Linked DNA regions of Mus musculus: region 2 is linked to region 1. The links are chromatin contacts, called in public promoter capture Hi-C maps. All regions are on one chromosome and are shown on one strand. Each heading gives the region's core, a stretch centred on a gene start, on an enhancer-like site or on the middle of the called end of the contact. The rest is flanking DNA. Distances are from core to core; before and after follow the strand shown.

Region 1 (5,663 bases), core at 826-3,325:
AGATCCCATTACAGATGGTTGTGAGCCACCATATGGTTGCTGGGAATTGAACTCAGGACCTCTGGAAGAGCAGTCAGTGCTCTTAACCGCTGAGCCATTTCTCCAGCCCCAAAACATGATTTTTATTTTATTTTATGAGTGTTTTGCCTGCATGTATGTATGTGCACTATGTGTATGCCTGGTACTCTCAAAAGCCAGAAAAGACGGTCAGATTCCCCATGACTGGAATCAGAGACAGTCCTGAGTTACCATGTCAGTGCTGGGAATCTAACCTGGCTCCCCAGGAGGAACAATCAAAGCTCTTAACCACTGAGGCATCTCTGTAGTTCCTTCCAAACTTTACCTGCAAATATAGTATTCTGTTCTATCTTTTCAGCAACTCTTGTCCATATATTTATTAGACTCTCCTCCTACTCCTATCCTTAAGTTTGTCTTTCCTACTTTGTCCTACTGTTTTCTACTCGCATGGTTAATGCCTTAATTCATTTAGCAGATACCAACTATTTACTAAGTATTAGGCTATGTTATCTTTAGGATAAAAACAGCTCTTCTGGCCACTCTCTCCATTTTTCTTTCAAAAGGGCTTCCTTCTATTTTCTTTACTTTCTTATTTTATTTATTCATTTTTTGTTTGTTTGTTTGTTTGAAGATTACGGTTTCTCTGTGTAGCCCTGGCCATTGTGGAACTCAGTCTTTAGGCCTCAAACTCAAAAGATTTACCTGTCACTGGCTGGGACTAAAGGGGTTTGTCACCACTGCCCAGCTGTTTTCCTTATTTTCAAGTATTCTTTTATTTCTTCTTCTCCTCTCTTCCTTCCCCTCCCCACTTTATTTATTTATTTATTTATTTATAGACCAGGCTGGCCTGGAACTCCCCCTCCCTACTTTTGAAAGTGTCTTTTTTTTTTTTCCAGACAGTGTTTTATATCACTCACGTTTCTCCCAGACTCACTACGTAACAACCAGATAACTGTTCTGAGTTCCAGATCTTCCCAAGAGCTGGGAGTAGAGGGTATGCCCCTATGTTTCGCCCATGTGGGAAGAACAGTCTGACCTGGAACATCTTCGATCTGGCCTCTAATACAGATCCATTGCATAATCCTGAGACAATCCTGTACCGTGTCTGATCCTGCTGAGGACAATTTACACACCTTGGGCTTATGGCTCATTTAAGGACTCAAATCCAACCAGTTTTAGTGTGGCTTTTCAGCAGATCACTTTTTACCGTTTTAATAGTTTGGGGGGAAAATTACAAAGACCATGTTGTGACACGTGAAAGTTATTATGCCATATCTAAAATTCTGTATTGAAAGGTTTATTTTTACATCCTTGTTGTCCAATCTGCCTTTTTTGCTCCCCATTCCAAGCAACCCTCCTTCCCCGGCCTCTCTTAGGGCTGAAACACAGGAGCAAGCGGCTCCTCTTGTTTTTACTATACATGGTCACACCCATTTACTTAATACAGCGAAACATACACTTTATCACATGCCAGCAGATATTTATCGGGAGGCCCTTACCGAAGAAAACGTGCCATCATTCGCCTTGGCCTTCTGCCAAGATTGCTGTACAGCTGGTCATCACTTGGGCCTCTCTCTCTCTTTCACCTCCCTCCTAAGAGTATCTAGGTAGTGGCGCCTGGGTCAAGTATCCTCCCAAAATTCCCGCCTCAGCTGGCATTTACTAGGAAGGTAGTACAGCGACGATTTAAGGCCCAGAGCTGTAGCCTCGGCCCTGGAGATCATGCACTGAGTTTAGGAGAGTAGATCCCCCCTCTGTGTCCCTCCACTTCCTCCACTGTGCAGGGCAGATAAGTAGTGCAGTAAGATAAGAAGTGGGAAGCACTTAGAGACGTGTTCACGTGTTTCTACTCTAGCCTCCACTTGTTTCCTGAGGAAGTGTCCAGGCGGGCGCAGCAAAGAGGCCGGAGGAGGAGCTGAGCAGACGGCGCAGCAGGTTTCACTCACTCAGACCAAGGCGCCATTAGTGCCTGTGTCCCCCCCACCCCCACCCCCCGGCGTCTGTCAATCAAGCGGCAGCGGGGGCGGGGCGTGAAGGACAGGGCAGGGCGGGGCGGCGCTTCCGCTGCGCGAGGCCGCTCGGGGTCGCTCGCGGGAGCTAGGCGCAGTCGGGAATCCGGCGGGCCGCGCGACCAGATGAAGGGCGCGATGGAGCCGGAGCCCGAGGTGCTGCTTCAGGAAGCCCGCGAGAACGTGGAGGCGGCGCAGAGCTACCGGCGGGAGCTGGGCCAGCGGCTGCAGGGGCTGCGGGAGGCGCAGAGGCAGGTCGGAGGGCCGCTGCGGGCCTTAGAGGGCGCGGGCCGGAGGGTGGGCGCGCGCGGCGGGGGCGCCCCGAGGCTCAGCAGAGGAAGTGGGTCGCAGACCTGTGGGAGACGTGACATGGGGAGGTGGGTCCTGCAGAGTTCTTCAAGGGAAAGATAAGTTTGGCGGACTGAGAAAGAGTTTGGGGAGCGCTCCTGAGCCGCCTCGCGGGGCACTTGGTGAGCGTAGGGGTGGTGTCCGAGGATGAACCACGGGAGCAAAACCCGAGGGATCGCAGAGTGAAGATCGGAAAAGAGAGTTGGGAGGAAGAGGGCATAGTCAGGGGAAACCTGCGACAGATAACTCGGTTTAGAAAGCCTGAGGGCACTGACCTGGGGACAGTAAAGGTGGAGACGAAGTAGAGGGAGAGGGAAGAAGTAAGGAGAAATGGAGAGGTTGAGCAGCAGTGACCTTAATGCCGAATGAATGGGGACGGGGGGGGGGGGGGGTTGTTATTTGAACATCTCACAAGATCCCGAACGCCTTGAACAACCTTTTAGAGTAATCTCTAGACAGGCTAGAACTGAAGGTGAAGGATGTTGAAGGGCAGAAGGAGCAAAACAAGATGTTTCAGGGAGGGTATACAAAGGTGAAGGGAAATGGAAAAACAGATTTTAAGAGAGGACTGGTAATAGAAGAGGCTAAATACACTTTCAAGTACTGCAGTTATCTCTCCACAAGGAAAGGTCGAACAGAGATAGCGGAAAGCCACATGGCTCCTCTCCACTCTCAAAGGTATACAGAAAAAGATATAAGCCCCTGCTAATGCTAGATAAGATAGATAATCCTCACATTACTATTAAGTGCTTTAGTTAATGCTTTTTGAGGAAATGGAAATTCATTAGAATTTCTCTAGGCCTAGTTTTGTAGGGTACCGTCACACTGGTAACTCCAGTGCTGCTGTGCCGAAGCAGAAAATGGTGAAGTAGTGCTGCGATAATCTTCGAATATTGTCATTGCTAATAATTTAAACCTCTCTAGAGCTGGTGTAGGCCAGGCATCAACAGTTGAGCTAGAACTAGGATCAGAATCCAGATACGACTTATGATTTAAACCTGATTTGGTGAATACTTTCAAGGTCTTCCAATGCAGACATCTGGATTTCCTTTGGAAAGAATCTGCATTATTCCTTCTGCTATTTTGAAATAAATGTTGAAAATCTAGGATTTAAAAAAAAAAGGTTTAAAATACCCTCTTTTATATAGTACTGCTTAGTCTGTGAATTTCATGTATGCATACAGTGTATTTTATCTTAGTCACCTCCCACACCACCCCCTCGAACATTTTTAAATTTTAATTTTTTAATTATTCATTTATTTTTTTTGAAACAGGGTTTCTCTGTGTAGCTCTGACCGTCCTGGAACTTGCTTTGTAGACGAGGCTGGCCTTGAACTCAAATATTTGCTAGCCTCCACCACTCAGGTTTTTTTTTTTCTTTTAAATTTATTTATTTTTTTATATATGAGCACACTGTTGATATCTTCAGACACACCAAAAGAGGGCATCAGATCCCATTACAGATGGTTGTGAGCCACCATGTGGTTGTTGGGAATTGAACTCAAAACCTCTGGAAGAGCAATCAGTGCCCTTAACCACTGAGCCATCTCCTTTTTTTTTAAAACAAACAAACAAACAAGATCTTGCTAAGTAGCCAAGGCTATCCTGGGACTCACCATGTAGCCAACCAAGGCTGGCAACAGCTGGAAATCCTCCAGCCTCAGCCTCTGGAGTACTGGGATAACAGGCATGTTTCCACCATTCTTGGCTAAAGTACCCTGTAATAAATGACTAATGTGTCAGCCAGTTCATATATCTTACACACGAGCATGGCTGTTGTTCAGCTCCCTCAGCAATTAAGAGGCATTAGGGTTGGCACTAGAAGAATGAGGTAAGCACTGGGTGTAGTACTTATTAATGTCTTGTGTGTGTGTTGAGTGCAGTTTTTGAGTGATTCCCACCCTAGATAGTTAGATGTTCATTTGCCAAACCTAGATGTATGATTATGGCTCCGTGATACTTGCCTAATCGATCTACAGCCCTGAAAAGGAAAGTTAAACTTATATTCTTTCATTTTACATTTACTTATTATTTCTTTATCCATTGTGTTGGTGATGGAATCCAGTGCTTTAGACTTACTGGGAAACTGCACTCACTACCTCTTGAACAGTTAAGTTTTGAATCCAATAATTTAAATTCAGAACATACTCTGATAATGAGTTTGGTTCACTGTGGTTTTCATTTGTTTTCTTTTTGAGAGCCCTCGTCTCCTGCTCGACACAGCGCATTCATCACAGTTTAGATTTTTGGTGACGGCGGTACTGCTTATGCTAAGTAATAGTGGTGTCAGTCTCCTCTTCAGCTGGAGTCTGTTTTGTTCCAGTTTCAAGTTACCACAGCTACTTCTAGCCCATTGTGCTTGTTCAGATTTGTAGAATTAGGCCCCTGTCCAGTCGGGTTTAAAGAAAGGTCTGTGCTACAAAAAACGTTATCAAATAAGCAGGAGCCTTTGCGTGGTGGCTAGGATATTCTTAGAGTTCCAGTCATTTGTAGATCGTGAACCACCAGATAGATGGCTTTTGAGTAAAAACGCTGCTTTGGGAAGGGTGAGAAGAGCAAGGAGGAAGGGAGGCTGCACTGGGTATATTTTTTTACCTGCTTTTACTGTTGTTTGTTTTTTTTTTTTACACTTATTTTGAGAGATAGAATCCAAGGCCTTATGCATACCAAGCAAATGCTTTGCCGCTGAGCCACTTCCCCAGCCCATGATGTTTTGTTTTTTTAAATTGAAATCAAATTCACGTCAAGAAATTCATTCAGTGTTTTTTTTTTTTTTTTTTGGTTGTTTTTTGGGTTTTGTTTTTTTTTTTTTTTTTTTTGGTTTTTCGAGACAGGGTTTCTCTGTGTAGCCCTGGCTGTCCTGGAACTCACTTTGTAGACCAGGCTGGCCTTGAACTCAGAAATCCGCCTGCCTCTGCCTCCCATGTGCCACCATGCCCAGCTTTCATTCAGTGTTTTTTAGCTTACTTATAAATTTGTTTAGCCATAGGGCTAGAGGGACGGCTCAGAGGTTAAGAGAACTGGCTGTTCTTCCAGAGGATGGGGGTTCAATTCCCGGCACCCACATACATGGCAGCTCACAGACCCCAGTAACTCCAGTTCTACACCCTCTCTGGCCTCCATCGTCACCAGGCACACACATTGTACACACATTGTGTACACACACATACACATAGAGGCAAAACACCCAAATCTGTAGCATAAAATAACAATTAAATGTTTAAATGTTTAATTAAACATTATATAGCCATCATGATGTATGAATTCTAGAATGTTATATTAGTCTCT
Region 2 (5,663 bases), core at 1,487-3,986, 130 kb before region 1:
GAGAAAAGGGTAGAGAGGGGAAAAAAGAAGAAGGGGATGGAAAATATATACATGTGATACGGTTTATTTAGTTGTTTAGTTGTTTGGTTGGGCTTTTTCAAAATAGGGTTTCTCTGTGAAACCATGCTAGCTGTCCTGGAACTCACTCTGTAGACCAGGCTGGCCTCGAACTCAGAAATCCACCTGCCTCTGCCTCCCAAGTGCTGGGATTAAAGGTGTGTGCTACCACGCCCGGCTTATAGTTTGCTTTCTTAATAGTAGTAGATGGCCTAACGCTTTGATGCCAACCTTACCCTATATCTACGCTATACTGTAGATTGAGCAGAAGTTCTTACATGTAAGGCAAGTGCCCTACCACTAAGCTACACACGCTAGTCCTTGAAAATTTTTGATTAACCATCCTCCTACTTCAGACTCCTGAGTAATGGCTCACAGATGTGTGCCAACCACATGGTTGGCACCATCCTCTTAGGAAAAAGCAGGGTCTCCTTCAAAAGCTAAGGCTTTCTCTTATAACTTGCTCCCTGTGGTCAGAAAACCCACACAGAGTTGTTCCGATTCTCTAGCTGGCTTTCAGGACTACATGACATACTTTTTCTAACAAATTTTAAACTTCTGCATATTCCTAAGTAATACTGTTAAAGTTAATGTAAAATGTCCTACGGTGCCACTGAATCTGACATATGTACAGCACTTCTTTTTTTTTTTTTTTTTTTTTTTTTTCGAGACAGGGTTCTCTGTGTAGCCCCGGCTGTCCTGGTACTCACTTTGTAGCCCGCCCCCCTCCCCACCCCCCCAGTGCTGGGAATTAAGGCATGCGTCACCACGCCCAGCATGTATAGCATTTCTACTCAGTCTATACACTAATGCTGTATCATCGGTTCCTATATTGAACACCAAATCCAAAATATCTTTTTTACAAATTGAGTTTTAAAAAGCATTAGACTTTTAGAAAATACAATTAAGGGGTCACCTGCTCACTTTCCCTAATTTTCCCCCAAATGTATCAGCACCAACCATGCCTTAAATAATGTCTTCCTTTACTGTTAGAGAACTTGATGCAAAAGAAAGAGTAAGATACCATTATAAATAAGGCCAAAAACCCATAACTGAAAATAAAAAAGCAAACTATGCTTCACGGGAGCTTAGTTCCCAATTTTGACTAGAGTTCTCCCAAAAGCTGCTACAGCTACACGGATCAACAGTCCACAGTCGTTTCCTCCCCTCCCGCCCCTTTCTGAGGCCAGCAGACTTGGGGCTGCAGTGGTTAAAAGCAGAAAACCCAAGTCTGGTGGCTCAAACCACCTGTAACTCTAGCTCCGAGGGATCTGACTTGCTCTGTCTGGGCCCTAAGAGCACACCCTACCCCACCCCCCCAAAATTGTTTTTTTTTTCTTAATATGTACACTTTCCTCCTTAGGAATGTATCACAGCGACCTAGAGAGGCTACTTAAAGATATAATTGAGTGGTTTATAATAGAATGCTTCAAATCAGCAATGGCAAAACATGAACTAATGAACCCCTCTTTTTAACTTAGTTGCCATGATTAAGTCATGTACCTCGCAGTAAGATCAGAAATCCCTGCTCTATACTGCATTCCTATCAGCCAGCAAAAGCGTTGTTTTTGTTGTTTTGTCTTCTTTACCAGGAAAAAAGTGAGATCTATCTTTAAAGAGCATGGGAACATGTGCCTGTTCGGAAGCCCTATATGCCTGCTCTTATTAAAAGAACTACTACAGAACTATGGAATGTCTAACAAGGAGCGAAAATTAAGACTTTTAGGGTAACAATCGCCCCATCTAAAGATCCCTCCCTAGTTAAGTATCGTTCACTCAATACTCATATTATTAACTTGAAGGAGTTTGTTCGACACAAGTACGGCAAAAAAAAAAAAAAAAAAATCTAATTTTTAAAAAATCCCGCTATCTTAAGCTCTTTTTTTTCTTCTTGGTGCTGGAGACTGAATCCAGGTTTTTATGCATGCTAGAATTCTACTACTGAGCTACTTACTCAAGCAAGCCAACGCTCTCTCTTAATGCCCATGCACAGTAGCAGTGAAGGCAGCAAGTGAAAAAAAAAAAAAAAAAAAATTCCAGAGACCTGACCTTGCTCCCAAGTCGACTACTTCTGCACTCCTCCTCCCCCTAGTGTCCCCCGCCAGCCGGTTCCCGCAGTCCCAAGTGCTCAGTCTGCCTGTTCCAACATCTGCCTGGCAATGAGTGACTGACAGGCGACCAGAGGGTCGGACGGGAGGTGGCCCGACAAACGCTGAGGCCCAAGAGGAAAGAACTCGAGGAGGTGGTGGCGACGGCGACAGCTTTCGCAGCGAGAGGACCGGGCGTTAGGGACTGAAGGGGGACAAGGCCTGCGAGGAGCAGAGGGCCACGGTAGGGAAGAGCAAAGGGGCTGGCAGGCTTGGAGAGGGCACCCGGGCTGCGAGGCCGGGCAGGGCGCGGACTCACGTTCTCCCACCAGCAGGATCCTCACGTCTTTCTTCATGTCGGAGGCTCGCAGGGGCCGCACTCGGCCCGCACGCATGGAGCGCACGCCTCACGCCGGGAGCGTCCAGCCCGTGGCGCCGCTCTCCCCGCGATACCGCCGCTCCCTGCCAGCCTTAGCGGCCTCTGCGCCCGAATCTCGGCCGCCAGGACCTGCCGCACCGACTCCTCCTCTACCGCTCCGCTTGGGAGCCGGGGCAAGCCAGCTCCGCCTCCTCCGGCTCCGCGGACGCGGGCGGCGGCGGCGGCGAGGACGACGGCGGGCGGCGAGGGACAAGAGCTTTCGGAACCTCAACGCTCTCGTATCTTGAACAGCGCCCCTGCAGGAAGGCAGACGGTAGCGCAAAACCCCGGAGGTTTGCCTGCCACAGTCTGAACACTGCCAGAGGATGTAAGTGACAGATTCCTTGGTCAGAACAGTCAGAGCCCACTTGTTTTACAGAACAAGAACAGAAGAGTCCAGGGTCACGCAGCAGGAGCTTGGTCGTGAATCGGAGATTTCTTCACTAAACGATAATGTCCAGGAGGGCAAGAGACCTGCCTACCTGGTTTTCAGCTGTGTTCACACTGTTGGACTTACCTTTCAAAAATGCTTTATTGAACAAGGTTACTGGCTCCCAGGGTGTGAACACTCCCCAGAGCCCATCACCTGTTTTCCCCCCCTCAAAATGTATTATTCTGTATATTTGTGTATGACACGTGCGTTTGAGTATCTTCCATGGTGAGTATGTGGCGGTCAGAGGACAGTCCTCAAGAATTGGTACTTGGCTGACATTATGGCACAAGCCAGCTCTTAGAGGCACTTTGGATCCAGGGGTCAAACTCAGGTCATCAGGCCTGAACAGAAAGCACTTTTACCCGAGACTATATCACAGCCCAAGAAATTGCTTAAAAAAAAAAAAAGGCCGACAACCGGGCTTTTTTTTCATGGTGGCGCACGCCTTTGATCCCTGCACCGGGGAGGCAGAGGCAGGCAGATTTCTGAGTTCGAGGCCAGACTGGTCTACAAAGTGAGTTCCAGGACAGCCAGGGCTACACAGAGGAACCCTGTCTCGAAAAACCAAAAAAAAAAAAAAAAAAAAAAAGTAGGGCGTGATAGCTCATGCCTGTAATCCCAGCATCTGGGAAGATGAAGTAGAAGGATTGCCATGAATCTGAGGCCAGCCTGGGCTTTAGGGTGAGACCTAAGGAGCCATGGTATTTCAAACCTGAAAGTGGTGGTGGCAAGAAGATTAAGCCATCAAAGCTATTCTTATCCACACATAGATATTTCATGCCCACCAGGCGGTGGTGGCACACGTCTTTAATTCCAGCACTTGGGAGGCAAAGGCAGGAGATTTCTGAGTTCGAGGCCAGCCTGGTCTACAAAGTGAGTTCCAGGACAGCCAGGGCTATACAGAGAAATCCTGTCTCAAAAAACAAACAAACAAACAAAAAAACAGACAGACAGAAATAGAAGGAAACCCTTTCTTAAAAAGTGCCTGGGAAAGCTGGTGTGGTGATATAAACCATCCCAGTATTCAAGAGGTTGAAGCAGGACCACTAGTTGAGAGCCAACCTGAGTTACCCAATGAAACCCTGTCTCAAACAAGCAACAAAACCCCACTCCGTGATACAACAGGGGGTGAAGGCACACCTCTTGTTCACAGGGAGATGTCCCTAGGACGGTAGCTGCAAAGAAGATTACAGGACTCTAGAGGACTCATGGCCCCTCTGCCTGTTTCTTCTCTACCAAATGAAGATGTCAGACCCTTCCTTGCATAAATATTTGGAGCAACCTCATGAAGTAATATTTAAATGTTCCACTATTTTCTGATGGAATCACCACCAGATAAACCCACTATAAACAGAAATCTAGTAATCTAGTAACCTTCCAAGCACCACATTTAAATAACACAGTAGTTTATCTTCCTGATCACACAGCTGAGAGACACTTGCTGCTGCTGTCCTGCCTATTACTAGCCCAGAAAGGCATCAAAAATTGTGAAATACAATTCTATTAACCATGTTATCACTTTGGCACTATGATACATTTTAGCCAAAAGATAGAGAAACAATTGACACTACTATAGATTTCTTTTTTAATATAGCTGGAAGTGGTGACAGGTGCCTTTAATCCCAGTACTCAGGAGGCAGAGACAGGCTGATTTCTTAAAAGAGTTCTACTCCAGGGTCTGGGAGAGATGGTTCAATGGTTAAGAGCACTGCCTGCTCTTCCAAAGGTCCTGAGTTCAACTCCCAGCAACCACATGGTGTTTCACAACCATCTATACCAGGGTCTGATGCCTTCTTCTGGCATGCAAGTGTATATACAGGTAGAGCACTCATACATAAAATAAATAAAAATGTTTTTAAAAAAGAAAAAAAAATAGTTCCATCCCAGCCAAGACTACATAAAGAGACCTTGACTCAAAACAGGTCAGCAATAATAAATAAATAGTCAAATCACAGTAAGTCAGAGATTGTGCTTTGTATCTGAATAATGTATCATACAGAATTTTAGCTGGGGATATCTCCCATGCCATTAATCTCAGCACTCAACAGACAGGGGCTGGCAGATCTCTGTGAGGTTAAGACCAGCATGATCTATAGAGCAAGTTCTAGGACAGCCAGGGCTACACAGAGAATCCATCTCTTGAAAAACAAAAACCAAAAAAAAAAGATGTGTTTATTTAGTGTGTGGTGCATGTGTGTGTGTGTGTTTAATGCAAACACATACCCCTTCTCATGCTATTGGAAGTCAGAAGCCTTCCTCCATCACTGTCCACCTTGGTTTTGCTTGAGAGAGGGTCTCTCACTAAAGCTAGAACTCACTGATACGGCTAAACCGCCTGGCCAGCAAGCCACTCAGGATTTGCCTGTCTCTACACCCCTGCACCCTCCACCGTCAGCACACACACGTGGCACTTTTTATGTAGGTGCTGAGAATCTGAACTCAAGTCTTTACTTCTTTACCCACTAAGCCATTTTCCAAGGCCCAAAACTTTTCTTTAAAAAAAAAAAAAGTTACACAAAGACCAGATCATTAATCACAAAGGCCTTTTGAAAAAGAGCAAGCATTTGGGCAACTGCCACCTCAAGCCACACTCTGTAGTGGGTCATGACCCAAGGAGCTCGATGCACCGCTGCATTTGAGAGCAGCATTAATTCAAATTTTGCAGGGC

Evidence for each region. Capture Hi-C pulls out chosen DNA fragments and counts their contacts.
Region 2: a contact with region 1 is called in a promoter capture Hi-C map of liver. The contact joins the promoter of Rhot1 here to the promoter of Crlf3 in region 1. A contact is called at or near these places in 11 of 39 promoter capture datasets (the 3T3-L1 cell line, 3T3-L1-derived adipocytes, embryonic stem cells and 5 more), 2 of 15 datasets of contacts at CTCF or cohesin (CD8 T cells and the NIH/3T3 cell line), 28 of 484 Hi-C or Micro-C datasets (CD4 T cells, Sertoli cells, Th1 cells and 14 more), 15 of 115 datasets of contacts at active chromatin or transcription factors (the HPC-7 cell line, the SCID.adh cell line, bone marrow-derived macrophages and 5 more) and 3 of 9 other capture datasets (adipose tissue, liver and pancreatic islet).

The regions. Positions count from the first base shown.
Region 1 is chr11:80,077,403-80,083,065 of GRCm38.p6, reverse strand. It overlaps Crlf3 (cytokine receptor-like factor 3), which reads left to right and starts at 2,075. Exons shown (of 8, transcript NM_018776.2): 1 at 2,075-2,282. The coding sequence starts at 2,154.
Region 2 is chr11:80,206,124-80,211,786 of GRCm38.p6, reverse strand. It overlaps Rhot1 (ras homolog family member T1), which reads right to left and starts at 2,736. Exons shown (of 19, transcript NM_021536.8): 1 at 2,464-2,736. The coding sequence starts at 2,539.